2 separate regions of the Sus scrofa genome follow, and region 1 is linked to region 2. A link is a contact called in public Hi-C data. All regions are on one chromosome and are shown on one strand. The core of a region is the stretch at or near the end of the contact, and the rest is flanking DNA. Distances in the headings are between cores, read along the strand shown. Region 1 overlaps ZNF407 (zinc finger protein 407). Region 2 has its middle 260 kb from the start of TSHZ1.

Region 1 (4,301 bases), core at 92-2,591, 740 kb after region 2:
ATAACATCCTACATGGTACTTAAGCAACTCTACATATGTTAAGCATTTTCGACAAACAATGAAAGAGGTTTATTTTCTAAAACACAAAAGAATTTTCAAGGATAAAATAAATCACTGAAATCTAATCTTTAAGAAATACAAAAATTATTATGATATCAGAAAAAAGGCCCAAAACTTATGAGTATTAAGTTCTCCAGCTATTTCAAAAAATCTGTGATCTTTAAATACCCAAAGAATGCAAATTTGGGGAGAAAAATATTAACATGTGCTCAAATTTCCCCAGATGGATATATAAAAACCTGAAACATATTATATGTATAATATATTTTAACTACACAATTTAAAGCATATATATACACAGTCTTAAATTCCTACTAAAATTCACATTAGGTTACTTTTTAGATAAAGCTAAAATGTTTATTTATGGATATTTAGATCAAGCTTAGTGACTATCATAGTTGAATAAATGTTTTAATGAGAACATTCTAAGCAAGTTATCATGTAACATAAACCCAAGTCAGATTCAATCCTAAATGAATCTGAATTAGGAAGACAAACAGAAATATTCATAATCTCAGAATCATTCTAATTAAAGCAAAAATAGGTTAAAACAGTTTCTAAATAATTATTGTATGATTGCTTTTACATACACCATTTCTAATACAATCATATTAGATATTTTATACATCAAAGTTTTGCTTTATTTATTTTAAACTTAATTCAATATTCATTTAGGTAGTAACACTTTTCTAAGAGTTCTTTTACTCATTAAAACTGTAAAATCTTGCCATCCTCTAGGTATGTGAATAGCAGTGAGGAAAAATATATGACATTTACTAAAGAACTCAAGAAAATATAAAGACAAAATTGCTGTTCATATTGCAGTGATATTCCATTGCAGTGGGAGATAAGGTTACAGTAACTACACAAAGAAGAGGAAGAAAAAGAAAGGAATAGGAGGGAAGAAGGGGAAAGGAAAGAGAAGAAAAGAAGGGAAAGGAAGGGAGATGAGGAGGAGACCCAGACTGAGATGGGGGAGGAGGGGGGAAGTGAGGGAGGAATTGCAGGGACACTCCTTGACTCCCCCTAGTGGTAAAGCAAGAAACAGCATTGCAGGCTCTCCCAGCAGTCTGCACAGTATTTGTAGAACAAGGGAAGGACTGCTGCGGTGGTGTGTGTGATTCAGACAATGCCATCAACAGGAAGCCAAGAACCAAGTGCTCTGAAGGTGAACACTTTGGAGCCAGCAGTTGTCTCTCAGCTCGTGGTGTACATTTGGGCATATCCCACAGCAAGATCAACGAGGTAGGAGAGCCCATACGTTAATACCTGCTGAGGGCATCAGGCTGCAGGAGACCATGGTTAATGAGTAACTAGGTTTACCACATCAAACCTCATGCTCAGAGCAGCTTTCCTTTTCACTGCCTTTTTTTTTTTTTTTTTTTTTGTCCACAATAATGCAAGTGGACGAATAGGAAAGCACACAGAAATATATCTGTATTATGCTATTAATGTGCTTTTAAGCAACAAATATGAGTCAGAAAATCAGCGGTGAAGTAGGGAAATAAACTGGATTTTAAATCATCCAATGCTCTTGTATGAATCACAAACACTATATAAAAATCTGTTATAATCCTTTTTAATGTAATTACAGCAAAAAAAGATATATTTCAAGAGATTATTCTCAATTTTACAGCTTTCACAGGTTTGACCGAGATGAACAAAAGTAGGCTTTCCCCTGCAGTATTAACAACTAAGAAAATAAAATGAATAAGCAAACAGGAAGTTTACACAGATAAACAAAAAAAGCTAGTTCCAACACCTGACTAAAATTACTATATAATCGGAAAAGGAAAAACACACCTACAAACTCAATTGTGAGGAAAATTATGTATTAAAATAGTACATTCAAAACAAGTGTATCATTTAAGTCAAACTTCAGCACAGTAAAAAGCAATACGTGAAAACAACAGCTTGTATTAATAAAATTCAAATTATTCACAATCTAAAAGGGTATGTTAAATACATTAAGAGGATTTAAAAATTTGCCTCTGATTATATAAATATCAAGATACAAAAATAATAGTCTTGGTAAATAATCTCCACATTACTCAACAACCTCTCCCTCTGAGCCACGGGTCTACCTAACTCTGCTTCCCTTTCGGAGGTTCATTAAGGTGCTACCGGGACTCATTACTGTCTATCTCTTGCCCTGTCCCTTAATTGCCCTCTAGGCACTACCCTGTAATCACTGAAATGTTCTTAGCTTGGCCAGGTGCTCCCCAGGGCATCTGATACATCTCCACGGTTTAGGAATCAAAGTATACAATCAGTGTGTCCTGGTTCAAAACGCCAGAGGGGACAGGACTAATACTGTTTGCATTATTAAAATCTGTGTTCCTTGATCCTTTTGTAAACTTACATTACATGGTCCCAGGGTGGGGTCAAATATCCTTTGTCTTTTAAGGTTTTTACCCATCCGTAAAAAATGAATTGCATACAAAAAAATCCCTCTTATTTATATAAAATTTAAATGTCTTAGAAAAATCAGTTATTCTTATGTAAAGTAACCTGTGACTTGTAAGTCCCTTTGAATCACAAAGCTTTGTCTGAATATTCCAACTATCCCTTAACAAAATGTGTGAATGAAATTTCTTTTAATTAGTTTTGATTATGGTCCATTTCTTAATCAACTTCTATCACAATGATAAATATATACGTAAGCATCAGTAAAAAAAAAATGCAAACATAATTCATTTGTCCTAAGGGAAGAATGTAAAATTTATACATAAAATCTAAATGTGGGAAAAAAAACTCTCCTAGAACATTGGCATTATTTTTATAATCTGTATGGCTGAGGAAAATGTTATCAATAATAGATTTAACAGTTGTAGCCAGCCATATAAACTGGCAGTGGATTTTTAAAAAATGATCTAAAATTGCAGTCTCAATATCACATAAAACCCTCATTTCCACGTGTAAAATTAAAAGAAAAGGCTAAACCTTGAACCGCTTGGTTCAACCAATACCTGGAGGACATAAAATCACATTGATATATATGTACACACACACACACACACACCTCAAAGAAAAACAAATATTCAGTGAGAGAAGGTAGACAAATTATACAGTAGTCTTGAGGTGGAGCGAGAAAAGTCTCATCGTTTTCACATTTGGGTTGCATTCAAAACCCCCACATACACAATAAATTCAGACTCATTTACTCAGATATCGCAGTTATATTTATGGATGAGGGTGAAAAGTCAATAATGATACTTATCACCTCGGTGCTATGCTTACAAGCTATTTCTACAGCCTAGTGGACAGATACATGTCTACTTGTAATGCAAATTTTAAGTACTTTATAAACTAATACATATTTTTCCAAATAGAAAGCTTATAGTTATATTATTTTTGCTTAACTAAATTATGTATCTGTGTAAGATATTTAGTATAGATCCAGATTAATGAAAAAGCCCTTATTTTTTAAAATACATACATATATATTTGAAATAATATATAATGAAAGCCAGTAATTAGACAACACAAGTGATAAATGACTCAAGTGCTTCAATTTAGAAGCTAAAATAAATTTAAAAACAAAATGACTGGATTTAGGAAAGCCATAACTTATGGAATTTATAAGGACTCTTATAATAGTATCCTTTTTACATAACTTAGTAATTACTAGTACTCCTCATATAATACTGAATTTTAAAAAGTAAATAATTTGTGACAAAAGAAAATAATGGCATTACTACACATTGCTCAAAAAGGAAAAGTGAAAATACCACTTTTCAATCATTTTAAAAAGATGTTCTTTAAAAAAAAAATAATGACACTAGATGACTAAGCACATGAAATAAGAAAAATGTACAGGGCAACTCATTTATAGTAATTCAACCTTCATCTTCTGATTTAGTTACTGTGAAAAATCTATTATAAGTTCAATTTGGTAGTGAACTGTAGCCATCTACTGGAAATGAACAGTTAGAGCAAATGTTTAATATCATGTTTCTCTCTAAGAAACCAGTATTCTTTGTGCTTAATTTAGTGGACTAGAGAAATGAACAATCCTAGGTGTAGTAAGATAAAATTTAATTTATTATATCAGCCTCACAATCTCAAATCTGTAAAGATATATGAGTTAGTGGTTTAATATGTTATTTTTAATACAACTCTATGTATAAATAGCTTTCTATCACTAAGAGATTTTCTTGGTCTATTAACCTACTTTTCCCAAGCCTCACATTCTTAGATCATGTAGCCATGCAAATTCCAAAATTGTTACTAAAAGTTTT
Region 2 (3,768 bases), core at 96-2,595:
CATGATTAGCCTATTCATCAGACCCAAAAGATGCTGGTTGACCAACACTGGCTCATCTTGCTTTAAGGAGTGCACTTTCTGGAGTTCCCGTCATGGCGCAGCGGAAACGAATCTGACTTGGAACCATGAGGTTACAGGTTCGATTCCTGACCTCCCTCAGTGAGTTAAGTATCTGGCATTGCTGTGAGCTGTGGTGTAGGTCACAGACACGGCTCAGATCCTGCATTGCTGTGGCTGTGGTGTAGGCTGGCAGCTATAGCTCCGATTAGACCCCTAGCCTGGGAACCTCCATATGCCACAGGTGTGTGTCTTCCAATCCAGATAAACCAAGGATGCATATGGCCAGCCACTACGTACTCCTACTCATGATTCAGGGGGACCAGCAGGAAGAAAAGGTAAATGAGAAAGTTCTCCAAACACAAACATGAGGTACCCATGCAACCACCTTGTCAAAATGGTTGAAACATATCAGATGTTGTATAGTATATCTTGAGGTCATTTTACAGTTTTCAATCAGTACTTCAGCTAGCTATGATTTTTTCCTAAAACCTAGGAAGAGCAATGTGTTTGTTTATTTGTGAATTACCTTCACAAATTTGTTGGAAATATAAAATGTATCAATTCAAAGGGAATCTTTTCCGGAAAATAAAATTAATTCTTGTGGGGTTTTTTTCTGGTTTTTTTTTTTTTGTGTTTGTTTGCCCTTTGTTTTTTAGGTTTGTTATGTTCGCTTGTTTAATCTATGTTTGGAAGCACTGTGAAGGTAGATCAAGTAGGGGCAGAGGTGGGGCACAGAAAGAAGTCTCTTTCTGACTTGTAGATCCAAACTAGGATGTCCAAGGGCATGTAGCGATGTGACCAAGGGAACGCACAGTAGTTGTTTCCTGGACACGAGAAACATTTTTCCCACACAGATTGGGCTCAGAGGCTTAGGTCACCACACCATGGCTGAGTGTGACTACACAACTCTGTCTTCTTGTGGTTTAAAGCAACAACCAGGAAGAGTGGTGTGTTTTCTGGCCAGGGCAGAAATGTGTCAGAAGCACACAGCTCATGACATGAGGAACAAATAAACCTTAAAGCAACAACCAGGAAGAGTGGTGTGTTTTCTGGCCAGGGCAGAAATGTGTCAGAAGCACACAGCTCATGACATGAGGAACAAATAAACCCACGGTAATTGGAAGCTGAGGTCAGGGCAAAGATCAAAGTATTGGGGCAGGCTAAATGTTAAGGGGCGTTAATTTTTCCTATTGGTAAAGGGCTAAAAGTATTAAGGACCCCCTTCTCAATAGGAAATGTGAGTTCAGTGAGAACTTGCCTGTGTCTCCTCGGCCCATGTTCTCACAGGGCAAGTCTTCCAAAAACCACCCACTCTGCTTTATAAACAGATGCCTCCTGGCTGCAAGCTTCACTAACTTTGAAGATCTGAAAGGCATACAAATTCAGAGAAACAAATTGTGACCAATAAAATTTGAACGGGATCTGTAAGATGGCATTACAGAGCTGGCTGACTTTCATGGCTGGAGGATCATGTAAGAACTTGACTGAGCAAAATTCTTAAAGTGAAAGAAGCTGAGTCGTAAGAGTGAAACATCAGCGGCTGGGTTTGTGGCAGCGTGAGTCCTTGCACAGTCACACCAAATCCTTATCATCACAGTAAAGTGGGAGAACTGGAGGATAATGGAGCCGGTTACGGATTTGATCAGCTTTATAATTTTAAAAAAAGTAACCATCAAGGAATATAGTGAGGAATAAACATAGAAGTATAAGGTAGGAAGATTTAAAAGAGTAGATCAGATTTTTCATTATCATGGACATATGGAATATGACACCATCATAGATATAAATTGCTTATAACTTGTTCACATAGTTATATTTTATTCGAAGCCATTAGGACTCCATCCTAGGATGTAAACTGAAGAGTGACATGCCCGAATGACCCCATTCACAGCGTCTTTAAGCCTTTGACAGTTGTTTCCTGATCTGATAGTCAAGCCAAGCTCCACAGGAGGTTAAATGAAACAGCATTCAGGTGTTAGCATGGCTGAGCCTGATACTAGGAGTTCCATGAACCTGTGGGGCCACTGCTGTTGCTACATGTCCTTCACAAAGGCCCCGAGGACCATCCAGTGAGGAGCATCTATACTGATAATTTTACTCACCAGACATAATGCAGATTATTATTAATATTAAAACATAAGCCAGAGTTCCCGTCATGGCGCAGCAGAAAAAAATCTGACTAGGAACCATGAGGTTGTGGGTTCGATCCCTGGTCTCGCTCAGTGGGTTGAGGACCTGGTATTGCTGTGAACTGTAGTATAGGTCGCAGATGCGGCTCGGATCCTGCGTTGCTGTGGTTGTGGTGTAGGCAAGCAGCTGCAGTTCCAATTCGACCCCTAGCCTGGGAACCTCCATATGCTGTGTGTGCAGCCCTAAAAAGCAAAAACAAACAAAAAGAGTAAGTCAATCTCACCTGAGTCATTGAGTCATTCATTTCTCCTCCTTTATCATTTTACTAAGTACATTGTCAACGATTCTCAGAAAATCACATGATGGGTTTTTTCTTTTCATTTTTTTAAAGTTTAATTGAAGCATGGTTGATTTACAAGGTTATGATCATTTCTGCTGTACAACAAAGTGATTCAGTTATGCATGTGCACACATTTGTTCTTTTCCAGATTCTTTTCCCACACAGATTATCACAGAATACTGGGGAGAGTTCCTTGTGCAGTATAGCAGGACCCCGTCATATGGACCAGTCATTACATATACCTCAGTGTGCACATGTCTAACGGGTTTTTTAAATGTGTTAAAATAACCATCTGCATATCTGGTTCTACTCTTTGCTGATCCAACTCTCGGTTCTCATTTACAGGGTGACAGGCTCCTAGACCAGCCCTCCAAGTAGAGGGTAACCAACCCTCCCACCATGGAAGAATCCCCCACTTAGACATTTGGGAATATTCTTTTCTGCTGTGAAGGTGGACATGGTGCTGGCGGAGCAGAGTGCACATGATTGAAAGTGTTTTGGTGGCATTGCTTGTTTTTATAAACTATAAACAAAGCAACAACCTCAGAACTTCTGGTCCAACTGGATGTTCTGTGTTTCTGATCCATGGGAGAGTGGGAGGGGGTCACCAGCCCTCAAGGCTGGACTGGTCCCACTAGCACTTGTCACTTTACTCCTCTTAAATGTCGTTATTTTTTCCTTCCAATTTCTTAGAAGAGCTCTTTCATTAAGGACCAGGAAAAGGTGAACTATTAATGTTTTTCATTTAGCCACAATATATCTAATTTGTTTAGAGAGTTTTAAGAGCTGTGTCCTTTATACCTATTAACGCTAAATACATTTGCTTCAGGATTTCCCAAAAATGATGCTTTGGGAGAAAATGAAAAATATGGGAAAACGTATCCTAAAATTTCCTTATTTTTCTTCTTTTCTTTTTCTTTCTATTTAAGAAAATTATGAGGGAAATAAAGATTCATAATTTCACACTGCCAGAAACATCTACCAAACTGAATGGGAAGGAAAATATTATCCTCATTCAATGTTAAATTCTACAGGTGTGTTGAACACTTGCCTGTTAGGCAGCTAGGCCTCTCAGTCTTCTAGAGAATTCTGGACCTGTCAGAAATGGTTACAATGAAAAACATTTTTTTCCCCTGGGAGGTAGAAATATGCAAATGCCAAACCAATTGCATTTTTTTTTCATTTACACTCAAGTAGGAAAGAGAGCACCCATCTGAAACTTAGACCCATTTTTACCA

The links. Hi-C and Micro-C count contacts between places; a contact is called where the count stands out from the background.
Region 1: a contact with region 2 is called in a Hi-C map of liver, with 4 times the contacts expected there. The contact joins two enhancer-like sites. A contact is called at or near these places in 1 of 5 promoter capture datasets (liver), 20 of 47 Hi-C or Micro-C datasets (alveolar macrophages, brain, embryonic fibroblasts and 12 more) and 1 of 2 datasets of contacts at active chromatin or transcription factors (skeletal muscle).

Annotation. Positions count from the first base shown.
Region 1 is chr1:149,460,535-149,464,835 of Sscrofa11.1, forward strand. All of the region lies in intron 3 of ZNF407 (zinc finger protein 407), which reads right to left. Among named protein-coding and RNA genes, the nearest start is that of ZNF407, 55 kb to the right of the region's middle. Within about 2 kb of position 1,342, at least 15 of the 83 cell types and tissues checked have an H3K27ac peak or open chromatin away from gene starts, as enhancers often do. A contact at or near this core is called in liver, where this site is marked.
Region 2 is chr1:148,724,211-148,727,978 of Sscrofa11.1, forward strand. No RefSeq gene overlaps it. Among named protein-coding and RNA genes, the nearest start is that of TSHZ1, 260 kb to the right of the region's middle. Within about 2 kb of position 1,346, at least 5 of the 83 cell types and tissues checked have an H3K27ac peak or open chromatin away from gene starts, as enhancers often do. A contact at or near this core is called in liver, where this site is marked.